Regions from separate parts of the Mus musculus genome. Here regions 1 and 2 are each linked to region 3. Evidence: chromatin contacts called from public HiChIP or PLAC-seq and promoter capture Hi-C data. All regions are on one chromosome and are shown on one strand. Each heading gives the region's core, a stretch centred on a gene start, on an enhancer-like site or on the middle of the called end of the contact. The rest is flanking DNA. Distances are from core to core; before and after follow the strand shown. Region 1 holds the start of Zfp426 (zinc finger protein 426). Region 2 holds the start of Ap1m2 (adaptor protein complex AP-1, mu 2 subunit). Region 3 holds the start of Mrpl4 (mitochondrial ribosomal protein L4).

The links. Promoter capture Hi-C pulls out the DNA fragments that hold promoters and counts their contacts. HiChIP or PLAC-seq counts read pairs in DNA pulled down with a chosen protein or histone mark.
Region 1: a contact with region 3 is called in a promoter capture Hi-C map of erythroid cells, with 6 times the contacts expected there. The contact joins the promoter of Zfp426 here to the promoter of Mrpl4 in region 3. A contact is called at or near these places in 1 of 39 promoter capture datasets (erythroid cells) and 1 of 115 datasets of contacts at active chromatin or transcription factors (microglia).
Region 2: a contact with region 3 is called in an H3K27ac HiChIP or PLAC-seq map of microglia, with 4 times the contacts expected there. The contact joins the promoter of Ap1m2 here to the promoter of Mrpl4 in region 3. A contact is called at or near these places in 3 of 115 datasets of contacts at active chromatin or transcription factors (the SCID.adh cell line, embryonic stem cells and microglia) and 2 of 9 other capture datasets (adipose tissue and pancreatic islet).

Annotation. Positions count from the first base shown.
Region 1 is chr9:20,491,312-20,494,208 of GRCm38.p6, forward strand. It overlaps Zfp426 (zinc finger protein 426), which reads right to left and starts at 1,435. Exons shown (of 9, transcript NM_001110309.1): 1 at 1,387-1,435; 2 at 1,075-1,140.
Region 2 is chr9:21,310,958-21,313,760 of GRCm38.p6, forward strand. It overlaps Ap1m2 (adaptor protein complex AP-1, mu 2 subunit), which reads right to left and starts at 1,376. Exons shown (of 11, transcript NM_009678.2): 1 at 1,250-1,376. The coding sequence starts at 1,291.
Region 3 is chr9:21,001,252-21,004,120 of GRCm38.p6, forward strand. It overlaps Mrpl4 (mitochondrial ribosomal protein L4), which reads left to right and starts at 1,486. Exons shown (of 9, transcript NM_023167.2): 1 at 1,486-1,746; 2 at 1,833-1,899; 3 at 2,003-2,153. The coding sequence starts at 1,690.

The DNA of each region.
Region 1 (2,897 bases), core at 185-2,684, 510 kb before region 3:
GCTGGAGAGATGGCTCAGTGGTTAAGAGCACTGGCTGCTTTTCCAGAGGTCCTGAGTTCATATCCCAGCAACCACATGGTGGCTCACAACCATCTACAATGAGATCTGATGCCCTCTTCTGGTGTGTCTGAAGACAGTGACAGTGTGGTCACATATATAAAATAAATAAATCTAAAAAAAGAAAGAAAGAAAAGAAAAGAAATCATGTTCCTATTGCTCCAACTCCTGAGATCACTGCTATGTGCTACCATGTTGCCCTTTATTTTCAGTTTACATCTTAGCAAACAAGTCACCATACAATATATCTTGCTGGGGAAAGAGTAGACACGGACTGCTGCAAGAGGTGACTGCAGCATAACAGATACTGGACCATCAAATATGCTAGTACGTCTAAGTTTTTTTTAAAAAGAGAAATGGGGGGGGGGGGATTGTTGGGGAGAGAACACTAATTTATCAATCTTCTTAATAGTTAATTCTATGATTTTTAATAATCTAGCTTTCCACATTTCTTCTGTGAGCTCCAAGCAGTTTAGTGATGAACAGATCTAAGAACGAAGAGAAAAGTATGTGTATCACGCACAAGGCCCTGAATGGACCACTAGCACAGAGAGATAAAGGGATGAGGAAACAAACACAGGCCTAGGAACTTTGGAGGTGGAAAAAAGCTCACTATTATTGTTTGTTAGGTTTTTGCTTGTTTGTTTTTTAATAAATACAGTATTTCACCACGTAGCACTGGTTGGCCTGGAACTCATTTTGTACACCAGACTAGCCAAGAACTCACAGAAATCCTTTTGCCACCTGTGTGCCGTGAGTAAAGGCTTGCCCGCTAGGTTTTTATGAATGGGCTGGAGGTCTACCAATGTTTATATTCTCTCAAGAAAGACGTACATTCGAAGTAACTAAGAAATTTGTCTCTGTATCTGAAACTAATGGTCAAAATAAAACACGCACTCACTAAATAAAGTACAATCTAACAATATGAATTAAGTTCTCACCCCGACATTCGTCTCTAATATTTTTTTAAAAGGGAATACGGCTTTTTCCAAAAGCGACCTTTCACTGAGTGCTCACCAGAGGCGCTGAAATCGCAAGGTGTATGGCGCTGATCACTCCAACTACTCCGGCAAAATTTCATTTCTGAGGAGAAAAATAAAAGAGCCTTTCGCACAGAATTTGCTTGGGCGGCTTTTGAAGAGCAGCATCGTAGCCGCAGCCATCGCCAGGCCCGCCCTCTGGGCACTTCCCCAGCCTGGCGACTGACAGCCAGAGAGGACTCAGGCTTGGCCGCGCCCGGAGGCGCCGTGGCAAGCGGAGCAGAGCTCTGCACTCTCGTTCTCTATCTCCCCCTCCGCCTCCAGGTAGTCCTTGTACCGCAGAACTCACGAATGCCAGGCAACTCCGCAACTCTTCAGTGCAGATAAGAGCCGGAAGAGACGGGCGCGGGCATGACGTCACTTCCGCTCGCGCTCGGTCTGCTGCAGAGCCAGGCCCGGGAGTCTACCTCGGTTGAATTCCTGTCAGATTTCTAGTTTCTCCGCAGTGTCAGGGCGGAGGGGCTGTAAGGGCTTCACCGCGGGAGCTGGAGGCCGACGCTGGTCTCCAGGACAAGACAGAATTAGAATCCAGGCTGTGAGCCGGGCAACGGTGGTGCCAGGACCAGTAAGTCCTTTAACCACAGGGTTTCTTGTGGGTACCCAGCGTCCGCTCAGGAAATTTTTTTGCCTGCCATCGCTGCATTCTTAGAACCCTTGCTTTCTAGTGCACCCTAGTCCAGTAGGAAACAGAAGGCAGTCTCGCTTCCGTAATCATCTAGACCTCTCAAGATGTTGAAATTGTATTTCGTAGGCTGCGACCATAAAGGGTGCTTCAACAGATTTACCCTACCTAAGCCCATTCCACCAGCCTCAGGAGCCCAATGGAAATAACTGGGTTTCTGACTGAGAATCCTGAAGTAGTTACTGGGTGGGTCTTGAACTCGTCTTAACCGCGTATCTGCATCTTTCCCAGCAACTGTTTTCCCAAGTCCCCGGTTCTATTGAATGCCCTAAGCAAACAGTAAGCTCAAATCCGGGTTTTTGTCATCTCAAGTCACAGGAAAAATGCCCAGTCACTCAGATTCGACACTCCTGGTTACTGATGGTCCCTAATAACATGAATGAAGAGCCAGTTTAACCACGCAACAGTTGAGAGGCTGAAAACTGTAATGTTACTAGGCTGAATTCTGCTGACATCTGTTGGTCAATGCGAGTCAAAGAGAAATGAAGCTATAATCACTTTCTGACGAAAGTAAAAGCATTTATGGCCCTGATCTATTACAGGATGCAAGATCAGTTTGTCAAGAGACCCATTTACCCTCTCTGCCATGAACTTGCTCAACCAGGGGCTTGCGTTGCTTCAGAAACAATATGCCAGTATGACTTCTCAGTGAAAAGGCAGACTTTCTTACTGCACACTTAGAGCTCAAGGAAAAGCTCTTTACTAAAGCACATGGCCAAATATGAGTTGACCTCAAATGTAATTATATATACCTTAGAGTTAGGCATTTTACACACACTCATCCTTAAAACCTCTAGGTCCCAGCCCCTGATTAGACTTTGAACAATTTAAGAGACAGGAGACTACAAGTCTAGCCACTTGGTCAGATGGGTTATTTACACAAAAATATTGCCAAGATTATTTAAGTACACCAGTGTTGTTCTTTTCAAATAGATCTGACCCAGGGTCATGTTGCCCAGCTGGCAAAAAAAAAAAAAAATTTTTTTTAAAGAAAGGAACTGGGGTGTGGGCTGGAGAGATGGTTCAGCGGTTAAGAGCACTAACTGCTTGTCTTAGTGTCAGGGTTTCTATTCCTGCACAAACATCATGACCAAGAAGCAAGTTGGGGAGGGAAGGGT
Region 2 (2,803 bases), core at 126-2,625, 310 kb after region 3:
ATCTTCTGGAGTGTTTGAAGATAGCCACAGTGTACTTACATATAATAAATAAATAAATAAATAAATAAATATTTAAAAGATGTAATTTAGTGCCAGTGTGCTGGCTTAGCTTGGGTTCCACCCCACCTACCCCCCCCCCCCGCCCACACACACACAGAGGAGGAAGAGGAGGAAGAGGAGGAAGAGGAGGAAGAGGAGGAAGAGGAGGAAGAGGAGGAAGAATCTTTGCTGAGGAGTTTCAGTGCCTGTCACCTCTCAGCCTTGAGGCAGGTGTCTTTGTCTCCACTTTCCAGGCTGAAGGAGTTGAGGTTTTAAACTATGTCCACAAAAAGCAGAGAAGTGGAGCTGAACCTCCCTTCCTAAGCTGTTCTTGTTCAAGGTTATTCTATTTCTTTGTTTTGTCTTGCTATTGTAGCCCAGGCTGGCCTTGCCCTCCTGAGCTCAGGTCATCCCTCTGACTCGGCTTCCAGAGTAGCTAGGATGACAGGTGCATGGTAGGACACCTGACCCCCTTGTCGTTATTGCTAGCTTCTTTTCACAGGCACTATTATTTTCTGTGTGCATAGTGTGTGAGGGAGCATGCTGATGCCTGGTGTGTGTGTGTGTGTGTGTGTGTGTGTGTGTGTCTGTATGTGTGTGTGTCTGTGTGGTGTCTGTGTGTGTGTGGTCTCCATTCCCTTTCACTTGGGTTTGAGACTTAAACTCAGGTCGCCAGGCTTAGGCAGCCGGTGCCTGGGCTTGTTGAGCCTGTTTTGTTTTTGAGACAGTGAGGGTGTCACTCACACATAGCTCAGGCCCGATTCAAACTCCCTTGATTTCCTGATCCTTCTGCCTCCACCTTCCAAGTGCTGGAATTATGGCTGCTTATGCAGTGCGCTGGGACCATTACCTAGGTCTGTGTGCTAGGCCAGCCAGCTGCCCACTGAGGCACATGACCAGGCTGTCATTGCATTACAGGGCTCTTGTTTTCATCTCTACCGCTCTGATCGACACTGGAGAAGCTTGCTAGGATAGCCAGAGAGTTACACTTGGCGCATTTTTGAGCCCCAGGGTTGCAGAAGGACTGTGCTCACTGGTTCAGGGCGCTCAGATGGTGGGCATCTCATTTTACAAACACGGAAAATGACTCTAAGAGAGGTGAAGCCCCTTGCCACAGACGGCTGGAGAGGACGGGTTCCCGGCTCCTGGTCCTGAGCCCTAGGCCCGCGGACTCGCCCGGAGTACCTCGATCCCTCGCCCTCTGCCTCACCTTGCCCTTGACGTCCAGAATGAAGACTGCCGAGGCCGACATGGTGGCAGTCCGTGAAGCTAGGAGGCGAGAGCGAGCTGCAGAGGCGGCAGCGCTGCGGCTTCCTTCTTCCTGCGGAAGCGCCTTCGCCCAGGTGAGCCGCCAGGTGAGCGCGTCTTAAAGGGGAGGCCGCCAGGTGAATGCGTCTTAAAGGGGAGGCCGCCAGGTGAGAGGCACGGTCGGCGGCAAATGCCAAGGCTGGTCCAGGAGCCGCGACTGCTGTCCTGTCTCAAGTTCTCCATCGATCCTCGCATCCGCCTACCCATGTATCCATTCACGCTCCGCTTCCACTCACCCACCCACCCACACATCCATCCATCACCCCCTTCCACATACGTATACACATTCACATCTACATTAACCCACCCATACATACACGTATCCACCCAATCAAGCATCCATCCACCCACCAGGGCATCAGCCTGTTCGTGTGTCTATGTAACTTGTTCTCTCACCCACACATACCAGTTTCAACAGGACTTGGCCCTTTTTCTATGTGTGACCCGGTGCCCACCACTAGATGTTCAGTAGTGTTAATCCTTCTCACACTAAACATTTTAATTGTTTCGTTGTTTCTGTTGTTATTATTAGTATTGCTGTTGCTGCTAGTTGTATATATTTTTTTCAAAACAGAGTTCTCTGTGTAGCCATAGCTGGCCTCGAGTCCACCTGCGTCTTCCTCTCGAGTGCTGGGATTAAAGGCGCCACCATGCTTCGCTCGTGTTGTTTATTTGTTTTGTGTTATTAATTCTAGAAGAAGCCGGGCGGTGGCGCACGCCTTTAATCCCAGCACTCGGGAGGCAGAGGCAGGCGAATTTCTGAGTTCGAGGCCAGCCTGGTCTACAGAGTGAGTTCCAGGACAGCCAGGGCTATACAGAGAAACCCTGTCTCGAAAAACCATAAAAAAAAAAAAAAAAAAAAAAAATCTAGAAGAAAGGTTGAGATAGCCCGGATGGCCTGGAGCTCATTGTGTGGTCCAGACTGGCCTCAGCCTTACAAGTTCTGTGATTAGTCACGAACCAACATGTCTGACTTTGTTTTCCGTTTTCTAATTTCATTCTTTTTTTTTTAATATCCCAGGCTACCCTTAAACTCAAGATCATTCTGCTTCCCCATTGCTGGGATACCGTTTTGCGGAAGGTGATGGGGAAAAAAACCCACTCTAAACCTTAGCCTAGCCATCTACATGACGCTCCGCTGTGGAAGAAACGTTTCCTGTGCAGCCGCCAGGGGGCGACAAAGCCCGTTTGGGCATCGGTGCGGGCTCTGACCTTTAACAGGCCGGGAGTCCAGATGCAGCTATGAGGATCTCCCAAGGCAATTGTCCTAAAGCAGAGGGCCTGTGTGAAGAGCTTATCAGCCACCACCTGGGAGGAAGCAGAGCACAGACAGTCTCAGGGCCACACAGCCGGGTTATCAGGCCACAATTCTCTTATTCTGGTTGTTTTGACAGTCCTAGGGGGTGGAACGCCCACCTTTGCTGGTGACAGGCAAGCCCTGTGCCCCTGATTACAT
Region 3 (2,869 bases), core at 236-2,735:
GGCAGGACTTTCATTTAAAGAATCAAACACATCTGGAAAGAGGAGGCTGGAGGATTTCAAGATTACATACTGGAGTTCTCTCTCAACAAATAAATAAACCCCATAGGGGCTGGAGAGATGGCTCAGCTGCTAGGGCACCTAAACTGCACAAACATCTTGATCTTTAGCACTAAATAAACCAGCATGGTGGCACATACATATAATCTCAGGACTCTTGAGGTGGGGGGCAGAAGAATCAGAAATTCAGCCGGGCATGGTGGCGCATGCCTTTAATCCCAGCACTCGGGAGGCAGAGGCAGGCGGATTTCTGAGTTCGAAGCCAGCCTGGTCTACAGAGTGAGTTCCAGGACAGCCAGGGCTACACAGAGAAACCCTGTCTCAAAAAAAAAAAAAAAAAAAAAGAATCAGAAATTCAAGGTTACTCTTGACTACACAGAGTTCAAGGCCAGCCAAATCAGACCCCTTCACACACCAAAGAGAGGGGGAGGGAAGATCAGATAAAATTAGATTCACCTGGTCATGTAAGCATAGCGGTGCAGACAACCAGCAATCCAGACCTCCGGAAGCCAGACAGGGAGACTCTGAACTCAAGGTCATCCTTGGCTACACAGAGAAGCCTTGTTTACAAAAGAATAGGATGGCGTTTGAGATGGCTCAGCTGGTTAGGTGGCTTGCCACCAAACTGGATGGCCTGAGTTCTATCCACAGAGTGAAAGGAAATCGCAACTCCCTTGAGTTGTCTTCTTACTTCCACACTCAAACACAAAAATAAATTAAGAAAACTAAAATAGGAGCTGGAGAGATAGCTCTGTGGTTAAGAGCACTGTCTGCTCTTCCCGAGTTCGATTCCCAGCAACCACATGGTGGCTCATAGCCACCTATAATGGGATCTGATGCTCTCTTCAGGCATGCAAACAGAGCACTTATATGTATAAAATAAATAAAATATTTCTTAAAAGTAAAAAATTAAAATACATATATATTGAAAAAGCGAAAAATAGCCACATGACATGGACATGGCACACACCTTTAAAATTTTTTTCTTAATTTCCAGACAGGGTCTCACTCTGAAGTCACTATGTACTATATAGACCAGGCTGGCCTCGAATTGCAGTGTTGCTTCTGAGTGCTAGAATTAAAATCATGCAACACCACGGCCCAGCCCAGCACACATCTTTAGTCTCAGTACTCAGGAATCAGAATCATGTGGATCTCTCTGAGTTCGAGGTCGCCCTGCGCTGCATAGGGTGAGTCAGGAGTGAGACCCTTACTCTAAAAGACAAAAGTCAATTCATATCAATAATGGTAAAGGGAGAGAAAGACACAGGAAAAAAATGTAGGCAAAATACGCAGTGTAGCAGGAGGCTCATCCACGTTCAATAAAAAAGATAAACGCTTATTAGCCAGGTACCGCCCAGGTATGGGCGGACCCTCCATCAATACTTGAGGTTCATTGGTTAAAAGAGAACCGCGTCTCTGGGGTTTGCTTCCCGGCACCCGGCTCTGGCTCTCCGGTGTCGGGGCTTCCGGCTGTCAAGTGGAGCTGATCCACAGCCTCAGGCTTCGGGACCTGGCGCTGATGGCGGCGGAATCGCCTTCGTGACGTACCCGGCGCACATACGACGTCATCAGCCACCGCCGCGAGCGTCCGTACCGCAGCGACCTCGGCGCTGCGAGAGGTCCTCCGAGATGCTGCGGTTGTTCCAGGCCGCTTCCCGGGCCTCGCTTCGACTCTCTGGCTCCCGGGTAGGGCACTGAGCTGAGGTCAAGGCCGGAGGTCAAAGGTTGAGAACCTCCGAGAGCACCTCTAACTCCCGCCTGTCATTTTCCAGGTCATCCACTCTCTAGCGGAAGGCGCGGAGCGGCCGGCCGAGATTTCAGAGCCGCGAGATAGCGCTGGTGAGACGACCGGGACCTTGACACACAGAGTGGGGGGAGATAGCACAGAAGGTACTGAGCTTTGATCCTGACCCTTGACCGCTCATTTGTCACCCCCCGCCAGGTCTCCTAGATCCTGTTTTGCGCAAGTGTGAGCTCCGGATCCCAGTGCACCGGCGTCCGGTGCAAGCCTGGGTCGAGTCTCTCCGAGGCTTTGAGCAGGAGCGCATCGGCCTGGCGGAGCTGCACCCCGACGTGTTTGCAACGGCGCCTCGGTGAGTGCAGGGTGCAATGGGAGGAACTTGCCGTGGTTTCTCCACTTGACAAAAGGGGTGATCAGTTTCGCTGCTACAGGGCTGGAAGGCGAATGACTCAACCCTGCTGTCACCCTGACCTATTACATCCTGCCTTGCTCTCTTGTGCTTGGGTCTCCGTTTTGTCAGACCTCAAGAAGTTAGGTGACAGCCGGGTGGTGGTGGCTCATGCCTTTAATCCCAGCACTTGGGAGATAGAGGCAGGCAGATTTCTGAGTTCGAGGCCAGCCTGGTCTACAAAGTGAGTTCCAGGACAGCCAGGGCTACACAGAGAAACCCTGTCTCAAAAAACAAAAACAAAAACAACAACAACAACAACAACAAAAGAAGTTGTGTGACGACTAGGTAGATTAATCCACAACAGAGAAAATTCTCTAGAAGTGTTTTTTATTAGGGCTGGAGGTGTGCACTGTTAGAGGGCTTGCCTGCATGCACCTTGTCCTGGGTTCCCTTCTATAGCATACACATGTCCTGGTAACCCACACCTCTAACCCCACCAGCACTGTAGAGGTGGAAATAAGAGAATCAAGAAATTAATGGTCAAGGTTGCATAGTGAGTTCCAGACCAGTCTGGGCTACATGACACCATAAGTAAAAATAAAAATACTGGGCTGGTGAGATGGCTCAGTGGGTAAGAGCACCCGACTGCTCTTCCGAAGGTCCGAAGTTCAAATCCC